Regions from separate parts of the Mus musculus genome. Here region 2 is linked to region 1. Evidence: chromatin contacts called from public Hi-C data. All regions are on one chromosome and are shown on one strand. Each heading gives the region's core, a stretch centred on a gene start, on an enhancer-like site or on the middle of the called end of the contact. The rest is flanking DNA. Distances are from core to core; before and after follow the strand shown. Region 1 overlaps Mxra7 (matrix-remodelling associated 7). Region 2 has its middle 61 kb from the start of Sec14l1.

Region 1 (4,542 bases), core at 663-3,162:
GTCCCTGCTGGCGTGGCTACCAAAGTCCTACTGGTGACTGGAGCATGCAGAAGGGAGGTTAAAACTGGGGCAAACCAAGCAGGCACACCTACAGGCTACCATCCCTAACTCCGCTGACAGTCTCACATACGTCAAGCCCTCTGCCCGCCTGGCCACATGTCTGCTCCGGAGTCCTCCCACTCGTCTGAGCCTCTGTCCTTGGACAGCCCCCAACATTCATGGCCTCCCATCTATAACCAGGCAGAGGGGAGAAAGGCCAGCGGTCTCAGCTGTTAGAAGGAAGTGAGACTGCCCGCCAGCCCCCCTGCTGGAAGCAGCTCAGCCTCCCAGGCTAATTGATTAGTGTTGCTAAAATGACGTCCCCAAGCGGCCTGATGCCTGGAAGAGGAAGCCCCCATCCTGCACGCACTCCCTGGGGACTCTCACACCCGGCCCTCTGGCTCTAACTAAATTGGATTGGGCCCACCGAGTGTGATTGAGTTAAGGCCTGCGTTAGGGCAGCTGTCCTGGCAGGCTGGAAAAGCATCAGGCTAATCAGACTTGTCCCATAAACCAGAACCCAGGCGCGCACCAAGCTGGCAGAGCCGTTTGTGTTTATTTTTCTAGAACAGCAACACAGCTGCCCAGATGTCGGGGTTCTTTGGTTTTGTCAGTACTGCTTCTGGGCCCAGCGAGGGGGCAGCTTGCAAGCTGAAGCCCCGGTTGTTGTCCCTGGCATGCAGGATATTCAGGGATCTGGGATAAACAAAGGCCTTCTCAGTAGGAGCTGCAGCCCTGGGCAGCAGACTGCAGTTGCTCGGGGAAGTTCCTCAGTCTCCGGCCACACCCTGGACTTGAAAAGCTCTTGGTTCCTATGAACTAGACCAGATGGAGTGGGCCGTCCTGGGCTATGCTTATTAGCCTGGTGAGGCTTCAGACCAGTGTGCTGGGGAGCTGCAGAGGAGAGCGGAGGGTTTCTGAGAAGGCAAAGAACTTCAGACTCTCAGAGCTGCAGCCTCATCGCAGCAAGGGCCCCGACAGCCAGGCAAACCCCAATTGACCAATATGCCTCTGTCCCCCTCACCCATAGTCAGCATGCCACCCTGTACCCTCTGTATAGTTGGCCTGAAACTTGATGTGGACCAGACTGGCCTGGAACTCACAGAGACCTACCTCTTCCCACCCCGATGTGCTGGGACTAAAGATGGACGAACGCTACCACAGCCGCCCCATCGGCGCTCTTTCAGCCCCCTACCCACTCCGCCCACTCCACCACCCTTGCCAGGGAACGGCTGCTGATTCGAGTCTTCATTAGCTGCACACTTGTCGTCTGGTCACCAGAGCACCTAGAACTGTGTTCTCTAAATGTAGAGCGATTCAGGAGCAAAGCAGGTCCTTGTAAGAAGTAGATTGGTTCCGGAGGAAAGCCTCGGGCCCTGGGCAGCTGGCTAGGTAGGACCCCAGTCCTCCTAAGTGAGGCTTGATGAGGCACAGCATGGCTCTGTGGAACGTTTGGGCTCTGAGTTCATCTTCAGAACCTCCTTCCTTTCGGCGAGGTGAGAGTCCTAACCCCAGTGGCTTTTCTTCCTTCTTGGCAGCATCTGTATATCTGAAGACGTGTGCGAGTGGCGGGGGCCTGACCTACAGTGGAGGTGTCTCAGACTCTCCGGGAGGCAGTAGAAAGTTCTAGGATAGCAGCTGGAAGAGGGGACACCAGCGTCACCGGCTATAGCCACCCTCAGCCGGTCTACCTTAACAGACATTAGCTAGAAGCTGGCCAGCCTGCCCGCCATCTTGTCTCAGATACAGGTTGGATTAAGGGACACAGAAGGCTTTGCTTCCAAGCAGATTATTACATCAGGACACCCCGCCTCTCCATGCTTCCCTGCTTCCCTCTGCTGGGACGCCGTGTCTCATGCATGCATGCCCTGGCCTTCCTCTGCTCCCCCTCCTCCTGCCAGACCTGCAGATCTGCCTTTCTAATAGTCTGCAGGACTGGAGGCTACTCTCAGATGCTGGCAGTCCGCCAAGCCTGTGCATTTGTGCATCCCACCACGGCCCCGATGTCTGTCCCAAGCCTAGGAGAAGAAAAGGAAGGTCCGAGTCCCTGAGTCCCTGGGGCCCAGCATGTGAATGGTATCCGCTTTTGCTCTGATCAGCACACACTGGGGTGGGGGGAGGCCACAGTGGCGCAGAGGAAGCCCTCCCAGGCAAACAGCTGGACTGTTGACGCAGACAGGCAGACAGCTCTGGGCTGGCTTAACCTGGCCTGCAGAGGGAATGTCATCTGGAAGATGGAAGGGCATGGCAGAGGGATTAGTTTCTCTCTGGCTGTCTCAGTTCCATCTGTGCCCACCCCCCCCATTAAAGACCAAGGCGTAAGAAACCACAGGAGTTCATAGAAAGTATAAGATGTGCTGGGGTGAGAACATGACGTCACTGCGTGGGGGTGCCTCCAGGATGCACTCAGGCCACTACAAGAACATTGTAGCTTGTTGGCCTCTCTGACAGCAGGTCTTTTTCTTTTTCCATTTCTTTCTTTCTTTCTGTTTTGTGTTTGGTTTGGTTTGGTTGTTTTGGGGGGTTGGATTTTTGTTGTTGTTATTGTTGTTGTTATTGTTGTTGTTGTTTTGAGACAGGGTTGCTTTGTGTATTTCTGGCTGTCCCGGAACTCTCTTGGTAAACCTGGCTGGCCTCAAACTCACCTACCTCTGCCTCCTGAGTGCTGGGACTCCAGAGGCACGTGACACTACCTTCTGGCTTTTTTTATTTTATTTTATTTTTTCATCTACCGATTGAGCTTTGTTGAAAATTAATGGAGAGCTGAGGATGCAGTTCTAGGACGAATGCTTGCCTGCCATGTACAAGGCCCTGAGTTCAATCCCCAGCTACACACACACACACACACACACACATACACACAGAGGAAAGGGGGTACTGCTAAGCACTTGAGAGGGACTGCCCCCCCCCCCCCCCCCCCCCCCCCCCGGTCATCAATAAACAGTATTCACTGTCCCCACAGGAGCAGCCTTCTCCTTTAAATACAGCCCTGGGCAGCTGAGGGGAAGCCAGTACAAGAAGATGATGACCAAAGAAGAACTGGAGGAGGAACACAGGTAGGTCGGCTTCTGCAGCACTAATGTAAGGGTCAAGCAGGGGTGGGCCTCCTGCAAGCCCCGCAGCCCCGCCCACTACTCCCTCTTCCCTTTTTTCTGGGGGTGGGGGGCGGGGCGTCCTTTCTCGTCCTGGGAATATTCAGCCAGCTTCAACCAAAAGAAGAAGCTACCCCGGGAGGCAGGCAGCACGGAGGGAGGGAGGGAGGGCGCGAGAGGAGAGGAGAGTCCATTTCTTGTATTCTCTCTGCCCGAAGCCTCCCCAACTTGGAAAACAATGAGTGAGATGCCAGGAAAGGGCCCGGAGCAGCCTCACTGCTCACTTATGCGTAGAGTCCCTGACAAAACCAATTTGTCACTTGAGGACAGAGCGGGATTCTTGGTGCTCATCCATCTGGCAGCCTCCCTCCTCCGGCCCCCACCCTCCCTCACCCACGGTGTCATTCTCTATCTGTTCCGCTCGCTCTGCGCAGCGCTGCTCAGCTCTCTGCGCAGCTCCGGTCTGCGCAGCTCTGCACAGCTCCACTCTGCGCCGCTCTGCACAGCTCTAGGAAGCTGTATGGCTTCTGGAATCAGGACATCTCCCCTCAACCGCCAGAGCCCCCAGGACTTCCCCCTCAACGTTTTACCCGGACTGCACGGGTGGCTGAAGGGTGCTCAGAAGCAGTAGGATGGCCAAGGTGGCCATAACCCACTGTACCCCCAACCCCATGTGCACCTGCTGTCCCGCCCCGCCCCCCAGCAGTGTGAGCAGAGCCCTTGCGTTATAGAGAAGCCCTTCTCAGAGGGTCTGGTGGGGACTAGACCGATTCATGAGCTGACCCACAGCTCAGCCCACCTCCCTAGGCTGCTTCCAGGGCCACCAGTATCCCTCCAGTATCACAACAACCCTGTGTGCAAGATCCTGTCTCCCTATCAAGATGCTGAGTGTAACCTCTGGGTGCAGAGGGATGTCGGTGTACACAGACGGGAAGAAGCCCTTGCTATGGGAGCCCCTGACTCTTTGTATGAGGACATTGCCTCTCGTTGTGACCCCGTTTGCCACCTTTATATTTCAGGATTGAGCTGACCTCTGACCTCACCTCCCTGTAGCGAGTCCCCTAGTCCCGGGCCACAAATGTTCTTGCAAACCCTTGTGGTAAGGAGGTTGGTTTCGTAGACTAGCAGTGCTTTCCTTACATTGTCTGCTGTGTGTCCCCCAGCGCCACTGACGTGGTCTAAACCCCTCCTCCAACGCCTCCATAACCAATGAATGCATTTCGTCTCCTCTGAACCCATCTTGTTCTTCCTGTGCACGAGGACTCCCAGACACATAAAGAACCTTTCCCAGGGTTCCCCAAGGTCTGCTGGTATAGGTGCTAGTATGATTAAGTGGGGACCATCCTCCCTGAGCCCCGGGCTGCTATGGGGATGTGCATACATCTTGTGAGGTGCCCGATGTGGCTTTGTC
Region 2 (4,542 bases), core at 538-3,037, 360 kb before region 1:
TCAAGTCAGGGCAGGTACTCAAAGAGGGTTTGACCCTGGAGGCAGGAGCTGATGTAGATGCCATGGAGAGGTGCTGCTTGCTGGCTTGCTCAGCCCGCTTTCTTAGAGAACCCTGGACCACCAGCTCAGGGGTGACATCACCCACAGTGGGCTGGGCCCTCCCCCATCAATCACTAATTAAGAAAATGCCCCTCAGATTGAATTTATGGAGGCACAATTGAGGTTCCCTCCTTTCAGATAACTCTAGCTTATCTAGTGAGCCTGAGGCTAGCCTGGGCTACAGGAGACCCCCAACTCATAATTCAGGACAGTGACCTTCAAGTTCAGCTGCCTAGGGGTCGGTGACAAGCTGGCTACCAGTGAGGACTTAGTAAGCACGTGACGCGGGGCAGGAGTGTCACCCTCATGGGGTAGGGCAGAAGGACTTCCTGGAGGAGGTCAAAGCTAAGCTGGCAGTCCAGGGTCTTCCAGGCCAACAGTCTCAAGAGATTCTGTAGCCATTGTTCCTGGACTCTAGTCCTGTGTACAACCCGTGGACTTTAAGCTTTGGAGATAACAGTGCCCATGTGGTAGGCTGGTGGGAATCAGAGCAAGATGCAGGTTGGAACACCCAAGAGGGAGGGAGGGAGAGAGGGAGGAAGGAAAGGTGTGGTGGGGGCCACAAAGCTGGGGGGGGGGTGCGTGGGGTGGGGGCGGTGGGGGGGGGGGGCGGGAGAGGGTGAGTGTCCAAAGCCAGGAGCTCCAGGTCCTGAGCTACACAGGATCTCACTCTCCAGCAGGTGGCGATGTCGCCTCAGGAATGAGGTTGGTCTCACATGGGTCAGTACTTGCTGGCAGGGACAGTGGAGAACAAGGGGCAGGCATTTTGCAACATGCTTGTCTCAAGGGACAGGCCACTGGATGACCCCTTCCTAGGTCATTGTTACCTCTTTCAAACCATTGATGCTGTCTGTTGGGCTCTTGCTGTGAGGGGGTTCTCATTGTTACCCACTGACTCCACTCCTCAGCCGCTCTGAACCTGCGTATCAGGTTCCTGTGTCCCCTTCATTCTGGGTGCTAATGGAGAAAGAGGGGCAGGACACATAGGGCCAGAGGTAAGCTGAACAGCGAGGGGTGGAGGGTGGGGTAGGGGAGCAGGTCTCTCCCTGACACCTGGGCCCAGCCCCATTCAGTAATGTCATTTGCAGGGCTGTTCAGAGGACTATCCCAGTCTGCAGAAGGCATGCACTCCAGGGCCAGGCAGGGCCGGTGTGTGACTAACACACTGAGTATAATTGTTTATGATCCCCGATCCATAGATAAGAGGAACATAGCCCGCAGCCAGGAAGAGGAGATGGACAATTACTGAGAGCATCTGTGACCCTGTGTTCCACCTGTCCCTAGAGCCTCCTGTTACACACAAGCATTCACATGTACACAAATACATACTCACATACATGCACGCTCATCCACATATACACATGTACACAAACACACACTCAAATATGTGTATATGCACGTATGTACACAAGTGTAAACACACATTTACACACAAAATATACACCCAAGCTCAAAGGTATATGTACACAGGTATACAGCACACAAACACTGACATGCGTAAAATGCACATACATAGCAACATGCACACAATCACAGTCATATATATATGTGTGTGTATGTACCCACACATGCATATACATACTACATGAACACACATGCACACTATGTGTGTATACACAGCACACATACATGTATGAAACAGTCTCCAGGTTCCTTCTGGTATCGCCCTCTGCTGGCAGGAGGAACAGGTAACACCAGTTCTGGCCAAGCCCAGCTCAGCTCACAGGCCAGTGTCAGCCCGGTCCCCAGCCTGCCCCCTCCCCCGACCTTGCTGAGGTGACCTCATCCAGGCCGCAGTGAGACAGAAACCCAGATCACCTGCCACACCCAGCGCCTGTCCTCTCTTCTCTTCCACCCCAGTACCACCATCTTAGAATCTAGCACCTTCACAAGTGCCTCTGTGGAGGGGGGGGCTGGGGGCGGTACGGGTGGTGGTGACCATCCTCCTGTCTCCTCCTTGGCACAGAGTCTGGCTCAGGGTCACAGTGCAGTGAAGCCTAGCTGCTATCTCTGGCCTGTGAGCTCCCTGCTCTCGGGGAAACTTGAGTCCAGTGGGGAAAGTTACTGAGGCCATTCTAGGAAGTTCCAGGCAGGCCGTGTTTCTTTAAACCAGGTTGTTAGGAAGGGGTGGCAATGCAAAGAGCGGGGGTAAGAGTACTGCAGGCAGAGAGGGTGGGTGCAAAGGCCCTGGGGCAGGGAGCAGGATGCACAGGCGCACACACTCACAATACCTTTCTCTTATTAATAAAAATGGATGAGAAGTGTGTGAGAGCTCATTTGCTTCTTGCAGTGATGGCTACATTTGCTACCAGTCATGAAACTAGAAGGCTGGGGAACAGGTTTCAGAGCCCACCCTGACAGCCAAGACAGGTTGCCTAGCAGAGGGGGGAATGTCTCCTTTTGGAAGAGTGCCAGGCAATACCGGGATAAACGATGTTCGAAAGTTGGACCCTGCGGTTCTAGCACTTAGAAGTCTGAGGGAGATGGAGCATGAATTTGCAGGCCGGCTGAGTTATGTAAAGAGCAGAGGTTGGTTAGAAAGCTCAGCCGGCGAGAGCACGCAGTTACAGAAGATGGAGCTCTGATTCCCAGTACCCACAGCTGCACCTTACCACCGCCTGTGACTGCAGCTCCGGGGTCTAGTGTCGCCTCCTGGATCCTGAGGACACTGCACACGTGTGTACACACACACATGCACACAGGCATACACTCATGAATAACTAATAAATCTTTAAAAAACAATAACGTCAGAGCATGGTGACATTCACACCTTTAATTCTAGCACTGGGAGGCAGAGGCAGGAGGATCTGTGTGAGTTCAAAGCCAGCCAGGGCCACTTAGTGAGACCTATCTCCAAGCAAATAGTTAAAATAAATTTAGGAAGACAATAAAAGCTGCAACCTGAGTAATTCGCTCAAGCAGCCCTGCCCACTCGGGAGGCCACGCCCACTCTGGGAAGTCACGCCCACAGGGGAATCCCACCCGAATCCCTTTCCCCTAAACCTTACTACGGTCTGAATACAAAGTATCGCCAGGATCTCCTCTGTTTGGACACATGGTCCCCGGCTGGAAGTGCTGTTTTAGGGACTATGGAACCTTTGAGACCTAGAGCCCAGCTGGAAGACATGGGCCTTGAGGGGTACAGACCGAGCCTGCTTCCTCCCAGCGCGCACTGTGCTTCCTGCGCACTGTGCTTCCTGCTTACGAAGATGTCTACAAGCGGGACTGTGAGCTCCTACTGCCACGAGAAAGAGCCACTTCAGCAGCAATGCCTTCCCAAATCCTGAGTAACTGAAACTCCTCGCAACCATGTGCTGTGAGAATCTTGACTTCTCTAAAAACACAGCAAATGTTACAGGAATATGTTTTTGTTTCAATCCCAGGTGTGGAATCTGGGGCTGCCTCAGATTGTCCACAGCAGCTAACTATGATTTATCGCGGGCTCTGGCAGGGGCGTGATTCTTCCTGCTGAAGATAGTGTGTATGGAATTCTGGGGACTCTTGAGACGGTATAAAAATGCCAGAACCGCCCGGAGAGAGGCTGCAGCAGCTGCTCCGGCTGCTTGGAGGTATCCTGATTGCAAAGATTGGATTTGCTCCAAGGAACTCAGCGCCCCTAGTCAGCAGGAAGTAGTCTAACGGGATCGATGCCCCGTCCGCCCCCACCCCCACCCCAGCCTTCTTTCTTTCCTACCTAGTGTTGGAGGTTGGAAGGAATAGGATGGAGAAGAGCAGTAGGGGAAAAAGCCAATAAAGTAACCAAAAGTACAGATAGGACCATGAACCAAGACAAGCCTTCTTCCCTCTGCAGCTTCCGACAACTGCCAGCGGAGCGGAGCATTAGCATCCTCAGTCTTAATGCTTGTGCTTCAGTGTACACGTTTTTCTCAGGGAATTCTAATTTTGTTTCATTTAAAAAAAAAAAAAAAAGAGTGCTGTGGCTGAGTTGGAAGCTTCCTTAGCTGGGATGCGTGAGGCCCTGGGTTTTCTTCCCAGTGTTACATAAACTGGGCATGGTGGCACATGCCTGCTGAAGGCAGGAGGATCAGAGGGCCTAGGTCTTCCTCAGCTATCCAGTGAAGGTCCAAGCCAGCCTGGGCTATGTGAGAGCGTGTCATTAAAAAAAAAAGTGGAAGAGGAGAAAGGGGAGGAAAGGTGGGAGAGGGGAGGGAGGTGGGAGGGGGAGGGGGAGGGGGATGGGAGAGGAAAGGAATTGGGCACTCTGCAGCCCCTGCATGAAAGAGTTGGTTCAAGCAATAACTCCTCACAGACTGCAGGAAACCAGATGTCACCAGTGCCCAAGTGCCACCCCCAGATTACCAGGGGGTCACCAACAGAACATTAGCAATGGAGAAGACTAGCTCTTACCCCAGCCTTCTGATGTCTATGAGCCAGGCTGGCCCAAAAGTTGAGTGTGAATCTGATGAGACCTGTCTTGGCACC

What was found. Hi-C and Micro-C count contacts between places; a contact is called where the count stands out from the background.
Region 2: a Hi-C map of the N1E-115 cell line shows a contact between it and region 1, with 3 times the contacts expected there. The contact joins two enhancer-like sites. A contact is called at or near these places in 1 of 39 promoter capture datasets (embryonic stem cells), 4 of 484 Hi-C or Micro-C datasets (the N1E-115 cell line and embryonic stem cells), 1 of 115 datasets of contacts at active chromatin or transcription factors (astrocytes) and 1 of 9 other capture datasets (embryonic stem cells).

Annotation. Positions count from the first base shown.
Region 1 is chr11:116,810,476-116,815,017 of GRCm38.p6, reverse strand. It overlaps Mxra7 (matrix-remodelling associated 7), which reads left to right. Exons shown (of 4, transcript NM_026280.3): 3 at 3,002-3,095. Among named protein-coding and RNA genes, the nearest start is that of Mxra7, 15 kb to the left of the region's middle. Within about 2 kb of position 1,912, at least 129 of the 459 cell types and tissues checked have an H3K27ac peak or open chromatin away from gene starts, as enhancers often do. A contact at or near this core is called in the N1E-115 cell line, where this site is marked.
Region 2 is chr11:117,173,771-117,178,312 of GRCm38.p6, reverse strand. No RefSeq gene overlaps it. Among named protein-coding and RNA genes, the nearest start is that of Sec14l1, 61 kb to the right of the region's middle. Within about 2 kb of position 1,787, at least 108 of the 459 cell types and tissues checked have an H3K27ac peak or open chromatin away from gene starts, as enhancers often do. A contact at or near this core is called in the N1E-115 cell line, where this site is marked.